Regions from separate parts of the Manis pentadactyla genome. Here region 2 is linked to region 1. The links are chromatin contacts, called in public Hi-C maps. All regions are on one chromosome and are shown on one strand. Each heading gives the region's core, a stretch centred on a gene start, on an enhancer-like site or on the middle of the called end of the contact. The rest is flanking DNA. Distances are from core to core; before and after follow the strand shown. Region 1 holds the start of APLP1 (amyloid beta precursor like protein 1). Region 2 holds the start of OVOL3 (ovo like zinc finger 3).

Region 1 (6,588 bases), core at 1,708-4,207:
CACCCCTTTTCTTCACTCTGCTGCCCCACAGCTGGGACCTAGCCCTCTCTACCTCTTCTCCCTGCCTTCTGGGTTGCTTCACCCACCTCCATTGCCTGGGTGCATACTCAGTGACTCTTCCCACTTATCTGTCCCAGCCTTGGCCTCCCTCTTGAGCTCCAGACCAGGCTTAGCTCTGCCTGTGCCTTCCCCATCACAGTCGCATCCCAGGATGCCTCTCCCTTGCTGCCTCCCCCATGGCCAGGCCACCTACCAGATCCCACACTGGCCTCGCACCTCTCCAGATTTGCTGCTTCTTTGGGGTTCCATCTCTTTTGGGCCCCACTGACCCCAGTCCCCAGTCCAGATCCCTTATCCCTCCTCTGTAGCTGGCACATGCTATTCTCTTGACCTGAAATACTTCCACATTCCTTCCCATACCTACCTATTTCTCTTCACCCCCTGGTCTCAGCTCTATCATTTCTTGTTCTAGAAATCCCATGCTTCCCTCCTCACAGCCCTAATTATCAGTTTCCCCTGTCACAGCCAGCACCACTCTGACCTGGGCTCCCCTGTCACAGCCTGAAATCCTGCCTGTGCTTCTCCATCACAACCTGACCCTTCTGGGCTCAGGTGATTTGCCATTTTCACTCTGAGAATCTGGGCTCCGTGAGGACAGGGCCAGTGTCTTCTAGTGACAGATGCCTTCAGCAACTGCACAGGACATGACACAGAATCAAAGCCCCAGGACTGTTGTGAAGATGAATGAATGTCTTAGTCTCAAGAAGAATCTCTCTCTTCTTCCCTCTGCATCTCCTTCTACACCACCACCCCTCAGCAGGCCTGTATCCCTCTGTTATTGCCTTTCTCTGCCCATCTCCTTCTGGCCCTTTGTCTCTCATTTTTCTGTCCCACTTTGTCTTCCTACCAGTCTATATGTCTGTCTCTCTACCTCTGGGTTTCTGCCTGCTCCTGTTTATGTCTTTTAATCTCTCTCTAGGTCTGACTTTATCTCAGTGTGTCTCTCTATCAGTGACCCTCACTCCCCATGTTCTCCACATTCCTTAACATGTCCCATTTGTCCCCTCAGGACCCAACCAATGGTTACTACAAGGTCCGAGGAGTCAGTGTGAGCTTGAGCCTTGGTGAAGCCCCTGGAGGAGGCCTCTTCTTGCCCCCTTCCTCCCCTCTTGGACCTCCAGGGACCCCTACCTTCTATGACTTCAACCCACACCTGGGCATGGTCCCCCCTTGCAGACTGTATAGAGCCCGGGCAGGTTATCTCACCACACCTCATCCTCGAGCTTTTACCAGCTACATGAAACCCACATCCTTTGGGCCCCCAGATCTAGCCCCCAGGACTCCCCCCTTCCCATATACTGCCTTCCCCACATCCGGCCACCCACGTCTCCAGACTCATGTGTGACTGAAGAGTCCTGAGATCTTCAGCTTGCCATAATGGACTGTCCTGATTTCTGAGGAACCAGAACAAGTTGGTAACCTTATTTCTCCAAAACTGAACATTGAGGGGAGGGAAAGATCGTTACAACTGTCTGGATCCTTGATTTACAGTGAGCTCAGCTAAGGGGATGCCCCAAGTGGGAGCAAGATGGCCACTGTGCCCACCTATTCTCCTATGCAAAAGATATTCAAGATGACAAATGAGCTTTTTGCAGAGGGATGGGGACATGGGGTGATGGGTGTTAGGGGCAGGAATGGAAGTTGTTTTCAGACACTGAAAGAAGATATTTCAGGATCACCACCTGCATTAATAAGAGAGGCAGCATAGGGCAGATGAAGGTGGAAGCTAGACCAGGTCCTATCCTGTTCTCCCTGAGGTGCAATTTGCTTGGCCAATGGAAGTGAAGTCAAGAGGGCAAGTTACAATCTTGATTCCTTCCAACCTCCTAAAGGCCCTGGAAGAATTGGGCTCAAGGAGTAAAAATAGGGTGAGAACTGTCACAGGTGTGTGTGTTGGGGTGGAATCTGGGGATGAAAATATTTATGTTTAATAAAAAAAAGTGGAGCAGTGAATGTGTTTTAAGGATTCTCCTCACATTATTACTCTACATCAAGGAAAGTATCCACTGAACCTGCCCCAGGGCCCTTCTTCTAACCCTAGGCTATGAAGTGGCTGTAGGAGCAAAACTGTAAGCCACCTCCCAGCCCCTGGCTACTTGTTCAGAGCTTCAGGCTCTTTAATACGCATCTACACAAACATACACCTATGGATGCACACACAGGACAGGGCCGCCCCATTCAGCTTGGGGAGGACAGAATTCTACACTGTCATTAGAGGAGACAAAGCAATGAGTCCTGAAGAGAAGGCAGGGAGACAGAGGTTAAGGGTAGGTCCTTAGAGTGAGTATGGGGTCTGATTCAGGTTATCCTTAAACAAGGGGTCTGAAGGCTTTGGTTCATGGATCCTTAACCTAGGAATTAAAGGTCCAGACCTAGGATCTTTGGGGAGCAGAGTAGACGGCCTAGACTCCTGGGTCTTAGTGAAAAGGACTGTGGGCTTTGTCTGTGGTCCTGAGAAAAATGTCTGGGACCCAGACTCCTGGATCTAAGGGAGAAGGGGGCTAGATCTTAACTGCTGTGTTCTTAATTGGAGAAATTGTAGAGGCCTGTATTCCTGCGATCTTAGGAAAGGAATTTGTTGGGCAGGGAGGTGGGGTTTGGGAGACAAGAGGGGGATTCTCCAATGCTGGCATCCCCGGAAAAGGAGGAAGCTGATTTGTGTGTGTCTGGGTCTAAGGGTCCTGAGGGCAGATTCAAAATCCACAGCGGAGGAGCCCATGACCCAGACTCCTGGCAAGGCCCTGGCAGTGGTGGGACGCCGGAGTCTCAAGGGGGCGGGGGCCTGGCGCAGGCTCCCACCGGGGGTTCCCGATCTCCTCCACTCTGCGCAGAGCTGCCACGCTATTGTCCTGGCCTGGAAGGCGGGGCCGGCGCGGGGCGGGGTTGGCGGCGCCGGCGCAGCCCGGGGGCGGCGGGAGGTGGCGGCGGCGGCGGCGCTGGGAGCTCCTGTCACCGCTGGGGCCGGGCGGGAGTGCAAGGGACGTGAGGGCGTGAGGGCCGGGACATGGGGCCCGTACGCCCCGCCGCTCGCGATCTGGGCTGCCGCCGAGGGCCGCCGCCGCTGCAGCTATTGCTGACACTACTGCCTCTGCTTCTGCGCGCGCAGCTCGCCGTCGGGAGCTTGAGCGGTGGGAGTCCCGGTGCAGCCGAGGTGAGGCCCGGCGGGTCCTGGGGAATGCGGGAAGGGACTGGGACTCTGGGCCCCCAAACCGGACTTGTCCAGGCCAGAAAAGGCAGTCATTCTACCAGGTGGCTGGCCCCCAGGCTCTCCTAACCGAGTCCAAGCTCCATATCCCTTATCGTCTGTAATCCAGGCGCCTCTCGCCCCTAGCATAGGAACTGGCTTGAAGTCCAGCTCCCTCAGACCCTCTCGACCTAGGTAACTCAGCCCCGACCCCTTCCCACATGAACGTGGACCCACTAGACCGCAAAGCACCTGGATCCAAGAATCCGTACCCCTTGCATCCACTGGACCCATTTGAGGGGCCCTGTAGCCTCCCAGAACTCAGGAGTCTAGGCCTCCAACCACCGCCACCCAGCCCAGATGTAGCTTTCCAGCCTTCAAGGACTAGATGTCCACGCTTGCAGGGCCCTGAAGCCAGGCCTTCTCGTCTTTGCACCCGAGAATCAGAGCCTGAGCTGGGATGGAGGGAGGAGGGGCCAGACGCCTGGGTTCTGGCCGCCTCCCCCGCGATTCAGCTTTAACCCCTTCGGGCCCCAGTGCGGCTGCGCCGATGTGGGGGCGGAGCCTGTGTCCGCGGCAACAGGCCCCGAGAATCCCGAGGGACCCGGGTCGCCATAGCAACAGGAGAGCTGTTGCGCCCCCGCCCTGTGGGAGCAGTTTCCCGAGGAGCAGTACCTCAACGGAGGCGGGCGCGCAGTGTTTGGTGGAGGGGGCTGGTGCTGGGGATCTGAACATCTGGATCCTAGAGAGCAAAGGTCCGGGGGACCCAAAGCCGACGACCCCAGGCCCTCGCTGACTCCGCTCCCACCCCCAGGCCCCGGGGTCGGCCCAGGTGGCTGGACTATGCGGGCGCCTAGCACTTCACCGGGACCTGCGCACCGGCCGCTGGGAACCAGACGCACAGCGCTCGCGACGCTGTCTCCGGGACCCGCAACGCGTGCTGGAGTACTGCAGACAGGTGGGCGGGGCCTACTGGGATGGGCGTGGTCAGCGGGAAAGCTGGTCCAACACGCGGCCGGGTAGCGCCTCAGAAGCTAGTGGTGCTTAAAGGCATGGTCCAGGGAGAATGAGGGATCTAAGAAGGCGTGAGAAGCTAGAGAGCATGGCCAAAAAAGAGTCGAATTTAGGAAAGGGTGGAACCTATTTTTGAGAAACTAGGTCAGCAAAGGGGGAGTACCATGCAGATATGGCCAGCTAAGAAAGGCATCCAGTGAAAAGACAACAGTTTAGCGGTATGTTATGGGCCCCTTAAAGAGTAAGGGTATGTATAGATGGACGTGGTTAAAGGTGGGGCAGGACTAAGAGGAAAAAATCTGAAGGACTAACAAGATAGGAAAAGGGGTGGAGCCCAAAGAGACCACGGAAAGCTCGGAGGTGTCGCTATGAAAAGGCAGGTCTAACACAAAGAGAAAGTACTCTTCACTGAGAGGCCAGAGAAAGAGAAGAGGCTTAAAGAAGGGTGGAACCTATGGGGTGATGAACCTGACTGGGGGAGGGGGCAGAAGTGACTAGAAGAGAGGCGGGCTTAGAGGGATTGAGTTTCTGGAGGGACCTTAGAAAAGAAACCAGACTGGCAAAGGGGCCCTTAGGGACGGTAGGGCTTTTAAGGGAGAGCTACTAGGGGGCGTAGCCAATGGGCCTGCGTGACTTAGATACCTGACTGGTTCTATAGAGAAGCAGAGCCTAGGAAGTGGAGGTCCTTATGAACACCAGAGATTTGAAGAGGGAGAACGCGGCTGGCATGGGCGGGGCCGTGGGTTAATTGCCCCCACCCGGTGCCCCCAGATGTACCCGGATCTACAGATAGCACGTGTGGAACAGGCGACGCAGGCCATCCCCATGGAGCACTGGTGTGGGGGTGCCCGGGGTGGCCGCTGTGCCCACCTCCACCACGAGGTTGTGCCTTTCCACTGCCTGCGTGAGTCACAAGCTGGGGGAGGGAGAAGGGAGGTGGGAGTTTCCAAGGGGTGAGATTCTGGGTCCTGGTCTCAGGCTCACATTAGGGAGCTGGTTGCCTGGGTACAGAGTTGGGCAGAGAAGAAATGATAAAATATCTGGATTCTGAGGAGGGGGGTGCTAGTGGCTATGGGACTAGTGGCTAGTGACTAAGGTCTCACTCTGGTACCCCCAAACTCCCCAGCGAGTGAATTCGTGAGTGAGGCCCTGCTGGTGCCCGAAGGCTGCCGGTTCTTGCACCAGGAGCGCATGGACCAGTGTGAGAGTTCAACCCGGAGGCATCAGGAGGCACAGGAGGTCAGGACGCTGGCCCATCCATCCTCATCCCCCAGAATCCAGGAGTCCAGTCCGCCAACACCCTCCTCCTCCAGAACCCAAGAATCTGGGCCTCAGCCTCCTATTCCCACTGGGACAGAACTAGGAATCCAGGCTCCCAGCCCCATCAACCCCCACGACCCAGGCATCCAGGCTCCCCCTCTGCCTTCTCCTACCCCAAAATCCTAGCATCTGGGCCCATTCTTCCTGCAGGCCTGCAGCTCCCAGGGCCTCATCCTGCATGGATCAGGCATGCTTTTGCCCTGTGGCACAGATCGGTACCGAGGTGTGGAGTATGTGTGCTGCCCCCCTCCAGTGACCCCCGACCCGTCTGGGACAGCAGTTGGGTGAGTGGGCTGGAACCCTCTACGCCCATCCCAAAGTTCCCAAGGCAGGAGATGAAAGCCTGGGGCCTGGGACTGGGTTCTTATTGCCTCGGGTCTCTGTTCCTTCAGTGACCCCTCCACCCGGTCCTGGCCCATGAGGGGCAGAGCAGAAGGAAGTGAGGACGAGGAAGAGGAGGAATCCTTCCTCCAGCCAGTAGACGATTACTTTGTGGAGCCCCCTCAGGCTGAAGAGAAAGAAGAGGAGGAAAGAGTCCCACCCTCAAGCTCTCATACCCCTGCAGGGGTTAGCAAAGGTGAAGCAGTCTTTGAGCCTCTAGTCGCCTCCATGCTAGAGAGAGGATGATTTGAGGGAGCCTTGGTGTGGGGAGAGTTTGGGGAGGGACCTGCTGGGGAGAGGCCCAACTTGGGGAAACAGTAAGGATGGAAGTGGCTTTGCATGAAGTAGTGATGGAAGGGCTGGCCTGTGAAGAATGCAAAAAGTGAGGGTGGTTTGGGGGTACCTGGAAACAGAGAAGCCATTTCGTAGGTCCTAAGGATTATTTGTGAAAAGCTTGGAGGATTCCTAAACTTTGCAAGAACAGGCCCAGTCTAGAACTGTATCTCCCATTATACCAGGCAGCAACTATGGCTAAGGTAGACACATGATGTATTATACTCTAGAAAATGTAGTTCCCCAGAAAGGAAAGTGACCTGGAGATGGGCTTCAGGCTGCGGATCCCCTGATTC
Region 2 (7,025 bases), core at 4,395-6,894, 180 kb after region 1:
TTAAACTGACCCTGCCAAGCATCTGTGACAGGCTTTTGCTGCCCCGAGCCCTAGTGGAACCACCCACCACATGTGTCTGGTCCCAGGAGCCTGTGGTCACCCAGCCCAATGTTACAGTCACAACAGCCAGCTTCCCAGACCCCAGGCCTGTCGAGGGGAGCGCCCTGACCCTTAAGCCTCTCAACAACCCTGCTCACCCGAACAGCCCCCCACTTCCAGAGACCAGGCCTGGGGTCCCAGGCAGCAGCATCTCTCTCCTGGAGCCCGCCTCTGGTGAGTAACACCCTTGGGATAAGAGACTGTCCCCTGAGCTCATCCCATGTACCAGCTGACTCAGGTCTAAAGGTGGGTGTGACCTGGCCACAAGGGCTGTGTCATTCCTTCACTCATTTACTTAAATATTTAGAGAGTACTTTCTATGTGTTGGGCTTTGTCTAGGCCCTGGGAACATGGGAGGACTACAGAGAATTGACACCTTAACTGGGGTAGATGCCCAGACTCAATTTATAAGTTAAGTGTTTAGTGTATCAGAAAGTGATAATGTGCTGAGGAGAGAAATAAGAGAAAGGGTTTAGGGAGTGAGAAGTAAGGACACTGGTTACAGTGTTCAGTAGGATAATGAGAAAAGGCTATTGGGGCAAAGGTGACATATGAGCTGAGACATGAAGGAGGGGAGAGGTAGGGAGGGAGCCTTGGGGACTAAGGGGAATGTCCCAGGCAGACAGACAACAGATGGAATCAGCCCAGACACCCTGGCCTCTCTTAGACCAGCTGGAAAGCAGAGGCATCTTCTCATTCTTTCCCTCTACCCCCAGATGCGCTCAGTCTGGACACTGGCAGCCCTGGACATTGGGGGGAGTCCAGGGTACCACCTGGGATTCTGCCTCCAGCTCCCTTTGAGCTGAGCAGTGTGGGGACCCTGGTGCACAGACTGAAGACTGCCTTCCAAGAAGCCCTGGACCTTTACCACTTGGTGAGCCAAGCCCCAGGGTCCAGGGAGAGGGCTGAGGGGACTCCCGGGGACTGCCTGGCCTGGGTGGTCCCTGACAAGGTTGGCACCCCTTCCAGATGGTCTCCAGTGACCAGGTGAGCACTGAGCAGCAGCAGGCACGGACTGAGCTGGCTTCCACCTTTCTTTGGATCCACAGCGAGTTAGAGACCAACGACTGGCTGGTTGGGACCGATGTGGCCCCTGCCCAGGCCCTGCCCAGCCCAGGCCCCCCATCCCCACCGACACTGTGTCCCCTGGCCAGCCCTGATCTGCACGCACTGCTGGAACACTACTCAGAACTGCTGGTGCAGGCTGTGCGGAGGAAGGCCCGGGGGCACTGAGGCCCGGCAGCCCCTGCCTCCACCACGGCCTTGCTGCTTCTGTGGAAGTAGGTATTTCTAAGCAAATAAACTGACAGCTGGAGGAATGGTTCCTGGTTCCTGTCCTGGCGCATCCACAAAGCCCGTGCTTCAGCTGGATGCAGGGAAGGAGGGTGGAGAGCAGTGCTCTGGTGGACTAGCCCAGGGAACTCTGTCAAGCCCTAGTGCTGAGCCCTGCTCTGGGACTCTGTTGGTGGAGAATATGGGCCCAACATTCCCAAGAAGTCTGGAGACTAATAATGACAACCCCAGCACCTGGCTCCCATGTCGCCTGTCCCATCCCATTGAGCTGCTGTGGGGTTATGTGTGGTCCTTGCCTAGTAGGGCCCAGCTGTACCCCAAGGGCCAGCCATTCTTCCGTGCCCCCTCCTGATGCCCAAGAACCCACTGGAGCTGCTTTGCTCACCATGTGCCAGACCCTGGCCAGCAGCATCTCCATTGCCAAATTGTTGGCTCATGGCCCCTGGGCCAGGCCCATGCTGGATCCTATGAGGTTCAGGCTTTTGTCCCCATCTGCAGCAGAAATTGAGGAGAGACAAACAGGTTTACCCACTGGACAATCCGGGCAGCATGCTCAGGCCTTCCAGCAGCTGGGACCAGTAATTCCTTCTCCAGTGGGAGCTTCAGGATCCCATGAGCTCCCAGCACTAGTACCAGCTTCCCCAGGCAGTAGGCATCTAGCCCCATGGCACGTCTGCAAGAATGCCCCTTGGGACCACAAAAGCCTCCACTGACCCAAGTCTATAAAAAGGAAGCCAGTGGGGGGCAGGGCCCCCCAAAACAGTCCAATCACATGGCTTGCTGCAGCCTTCCCCGCTTGCCTGTGAGTTCCTCTGTGCTGTGTTTGGTGGTCATAGCCCACCAGAAACAGGCTCAGAAAGAACTGGTGTCTTGCCCAGGGTCCTACAGAGCTAAGACTCAAACCTAAACTGGCCTGGTAGCAGAGCCAGACCCTTCAACATGCGGACATGGTCCTCTGCTACCTCTGTAAACATTGACACACATCAGAATCAATCATGCAGTTGTTAAAAAAAAACCTGCTGGCCCCCAGGTGCCTGTCACTGTTCAGCAAGTTGGGGTAGAGTGAGGATGTGTGCCTTCATGGCATTCGCCTCTGGAGAGTGAAACACACAAAGTAACTGTGAGACTTGGTGAGTTGAGGAAATTCACTGTGCTGGTTGAAGGGTCAAGGAAGGCCTTTTTGAGCTGACATTTGAGCTGAGGTTTGCTAAAGGGCACAGGCCATGTGGATGTCCCAGGACAGCCACCGGGCAGAACAGCTAGTACCAGAGGCCCCATGGGGGGATCAAACCTATGTGTAAGGAATAACAACAAAGCCAGGATAGCTGAACAGAGTTAGGGGAGAGAGTAGGAGAGGAGGTAGAAGAATGGGGTCTAAACATGCAAAGCCTTGTTGCTTCATGACATTTAAATCCAAGAAACATTTGCAACAATGTTTTTCCCTTCAATACCTGATCTTGGTGTGGAGAGATGCCTGGTATTATTTATTTCTCAAGGTTCCCTCTCCCTGACTCAGGGAGTTGGGGTGGTCCAGAACTCATAGGTGGGCTGCACCTCTGCTAAGGGCTCCCGGCCCAGGTCCACAGCTGCCCCAACAAGCCTGGAAAACCACCCTTCCTACTCCTGCCTGGCTTGGCCACAGTAGCCTAAGATCCTTGAGGCAAGGTTTGGCATGCAAGCCCCTGGACACCAGGGGACCATTTTGAGCCACTGTCCCTCATGGAATTTACCCTCTTCTGACCCAACTCCAAGTAGCAAACTCCTGGCTTTCAGGGGCCCAAGCTGTAGGGGATATATGTTGATGTTCCTGCTCTGTCACCCTTTGTGAATCTGAGTTTCACCCTCCAGCATAGGCCCTCACAGCTGCAACACGGTTGCCATAGCACTCAGCGGTACCCCTCATCCAACCAGGGGCAAAGCCTTGAAGCGAGGCAGCTGCCAGGGTAGTGGGGAAAAGTACAAAGGCTTCCTAGATGTCTCCTCCCCTTTCAAAGCAGTCATAGGAAACAGGAATAGAGATTGTTTCGATTTGCTTCGACAAACACTTCTCCTGGGCATGTGACTACTCAAAATTGGACTCTCAGAACAAAAGGAGGGTGGGCTGGTAGTTAGAGAGGACCTGGTGTCTCTGCCATTCTCCACTTAATGCTGAGCTCTTCAGCCCTGGAAGGACCACACTTTGTCCTTGCACTAACCAGCTGGTTTAGCAACCACTGCTGGTGAATGTGTGTGTGTGGCTTGTGAACCTACAGAGTCCCAACAGGAAGAGGACAGCATTCTCACATGAGGTGTTTTAAAGAGAGTTGAGTGACGGGATCATTTGCAAAGGAGTGGGCAGAGAGTAGGGAAACCACAGGGCCAACACAGTACCCTGGGCTGGTCCCAGGGAAGAGCTATTGCCCTCAGCCCCCACCCCGACCACGAGGCACAAGGGGACAAAGTGCAACCCAGAAGAGCACATCCTGGAGACAGGGCTACCCTAAGGGGAGCTGTGTCCCTTGCACCCCCACAGGGAGGGAGTTAGGCGGAATCCCCTCTCCCATCTTCAGGGCTCTCCATGGCTCAAGCCCTACTGGAAGCTAGAGGGCACAGGAGGCCAGATGCTGCTGCCCACCCAGGTCAGCCTCCCAGGACATGGAATAGGGCAGAACAGGACAGAACAAGTTCCTGGGGGCAAATAAAGACACCCAGGCCCAGATTTCTTCTCTATTGTGTTTTCAGCAACACAGGAACGTTACCTCAAGAGACAAGGTGCTGGGCATGGAGAACTGTGCACTTGAGAAGAAACAAAACGGCCCCCTCACCCATTTGCTAGCTCATTCAGTGCAATTTGCCTCCTGCACTCCGTGCTGGGCACATCCCAGATAGCGCACTGCTAGACCTGTGCTGGGCACTCCAGTCATGACTGCATGAAATCCAGCAGTTGTGAGATGGAGACACTTAAAACCCCATTTTAGGGATGGGTATATTGAAACTCAGATGCTTGCCTGACCACCCCATTCCTCAAGACTTCCTCAAAACCTCTTGTGTATGTCTGCCACTTGCTAGCACCCATGCTAAACAGTCTCTCCACATGATCTACATGGGTCCTCAGCACAAACCAGTGACTGATAGGAGACTCATTAGTCCTGTTTTCCAGATGAAGAAGCCAAAGCTCAGCACAAAGAGACTTGCCCAAGTCCTGCAGAGATAACGTGGCAAAGCTCTGGGCCAGCTGACTCAGCACTGCCTCCCTGCTTCCCCAAACGAATCAGCAGGACGACTCCCATCGAGTGTGAAGAAATGAAATACTGCTTCTCGCATCCCGAAGCCTCTGTATAGCCTGTTCCCTTTGTGTGGAAACTCTTTTTCCTTCAGGGCTCATGCCCAGGAAGCCATCCTGAACCTTAGACTAGATCAGGGGCCTCTCTTGGGCACCCCAGTACCCCTGAGTTTTCTTGATTGCAGCTTGGATCCCTCTGCCTGGGCTTCCTGTCACAGGTGTGCTCATTCTGGGCTGTCACATGTTTCCCCCATCGACTAAGTATGTGTTCATTTTCTGTGCCAAGTTAGGCCTAACCTATAGTTGGAGCTCAGGAAATTGTTAGGTGAATAAATGAAAGTAATGGTATGGGGAATATTCAAAATCCTTAACCCTTGGTTAAGAGGTCAAACAATAACTAAGCTAGAGCACATCCCAGCTAGAGTGCTGAGGGTAGAGTCCTGGGAGCCCCTGCCTCTATCAGGTGATTCCTTTTAGTTCCTGGACAGGAAGGGCGTGGGGGTGGTGTTCCAAGCAGTCACTAGGAGCCGGACTATTAATAAACCAGTATTTGAATGCCTTCTACACCTAAGCAGTGCTTCTGGCTGAATGTCAGCTCTGGGCATCTGAAGATCAGAGAGGTAGAGCCTCCTGCTTAAGATGCATGGCCTGGATGCTCACTCTTCCCTTACCTACTGGACCCTGCTAGCCCTCCACCCTCTGGAGCAAGCAATCACAGTCACCCCCGTCCCTGCGTCCTCAAACAGCTGCTGTGATTTGAATAACCAAGCAGGCTGTTGGATGTCCAGTGGGGACTGATTTGCCTGGCAAACAGACCCTCAGGTCCTTGGCCCTGCTGGTACTGTGGGAAGACATGCAGCCCCTCTGGGGTCTCTGTTTCCTAAGAGCTCTTAGCACACCTAGGGGCTGCTTAAGCTCCAGTCTTGCCCTTGTTTGACTTCCTTGGGGGGTCCTAAAGCTGGTCTGCTCCGGGGCTGGAGAGTGCTCTCAGGAACCTGGCACACAGGAAAGGGCAGGAATGGCAGGCCCCGCGGCAGAGGTAACTGGAGCCAGCAGAGTTGGCTCCCTGGGCCGGTCACAAAATTTGCATGGAGAGAATAAGGCTCCTCCATGGCTTCCCCTCCCTTCCCACCCGGAGTCATCCTGGGGCTGAGGCCTGACAGCAGGTGGAGGCAGCTTTTGTGTGTGTGTGTGTGTGTGTGCGCGCGCGTGTGTATGAGTGGAGCCATCTCACCATGCCCCGTGCCTTCCTCGTCAGGAGTCGGCGTCCACAGCCACCTAACTGGGGCCACCTGCCTGACCAGCTTCGGGGAGACACCTATGTCCCAGGTGGGCCCCTCACTGGGCCCGGAGGTGCGGGGTAGGGGAGACACAAAGTATTACTCTGGCTTCTCTCCTCAGACTGCAACAGCCTTGGGGGGCCACCAGCACATCAATCTTCCAGCCTTGGGGATCCTTGGATAGCGGTGAGTCTGCAGCTGCCCCACAAGCCCCTGCTGTTTCACCCCCTCTGCTGTCTGCCTCTGCAGAACCTGACTGGCTCTTACTTCCCCAGCCCATTTGCACATGCCCCTCCAGCCTCAGCCCCTTTCCATCCACTGTTCTCTGCTGGGATGGCCTTTTTTTTTTTTTCTTCATAGCTCAGGTATCCACCACCCAGCATCCAAAATGGTATTTAAATCTGACCCTAGGCCTCATTTAACCACATGGTTTCCTATCAACCTATCCCTCTGTCTCCCCCTACCCAAGGAAACCATCTCTCTGAATCTTGTGTTGTTATTGCTCCCTTTTTTTCTTTTTATGCAGTTTTATTGCATCTATGTGTACTGTTAAGGAGTTACTATTTTTTTATTGAAGTATTGTTGATAGGCCTTTCCATTCTTAGTAGAGAGCTGTTAGACTTCATCCCCAGCACCATTTCCCCATGGTGGGAAGCCATTCTCTGCCCCCAGGGATCTCTTTGTCCAGTGGGGCAGAGGAACAGGATTCAAGCTGAAAAATGATTTGAGGGGTGGGGACAGGAGATTGGGGCCTCTCAGAAGGGGTATTCAGCTGTGAATTCACTGGCAGAAGGGAAGCACTAGGAGTGCAGATATGCTTAAGATTATTTCAGTATTTATTGAAGGCTAGGGACTATTCTAGGCAGGCAATGTGTATTTAGCAGGAATAAGACAAAAGTTCCTGCCTTCCTGAAGTTTATAATCTGATGGGGGTGCAGATGTAGGCAATAAAACTAGAAAAATATGTACGTTGGAAGTTGGTATGTGCTATGGAGAAATATAAAGCAAGGTAAAAGCAATGGGGGATGGTCAGGGAAGGCCATGGAGAGGGTGGCATGTGCACTCACAAATAATAGTCTCTGGCCTTCCCA

Evidence for each region. Hi-C and Micro-C count contacts between places; a contact is called where the count stands out from the background.
Region 2: a contact with region 1 is called in a Hi-C map of skin fibroblasts, with 8 times the contacts expected there. The contact joins the promoter of OVOL3 here to the promoter of APLP1 in region 1. A contact is called at or near these places in 2 of 3 Hi-C or Micro-C datasets (fibroblasts and skin fibroblasts).

What each region holds. Positions count from the first base shown.
Region 1 is chr15:19,615,093-19,621,680 of mManPen7.hap1, forward strand. It overlaps APLP1 (amyloid beta precursor like protein 1), which reads left to right and starts at 2,958. Exons shown (of 16, transcript XM_036929056.2): 1 at 2,958-3,211; 2 at 4,059-4,202; 3 at 5,030-5,162; 4 at 5,385-5,497; 5 at 5,729-5,862; 6 at 5,971-6,155. The coding sequence starts at 3,065. KIRREL2 (kirre like nephrin family adhesion molecule 2) reads left to right here. Exons shown (of 15, transcript XM_057493061.1): 15 at 1,070-2,256. The coding sequence ends at 1,405.
Region 2 is chr15:19,792,696-19,799,720 of mManPen7.hap1, forward strand. It overlaps OVOL3 (ovo like zinc finger 3), which reads left to right and starts at 5,645. Exons shown (of 3, transcript XM_036929091.2): 1 at 5,645-6,120. The coding sequence starts at 5,890. It overlaps WDR62 (WD repeat domain 62), which reads left to right. Exons shown (of 33, transcript XM_036929080.2): 30 at 1-273; 31 at 816-973; 32 at 1,069-1,379; 33 at 6,056-6,132. The coding sequence ends at 1,332.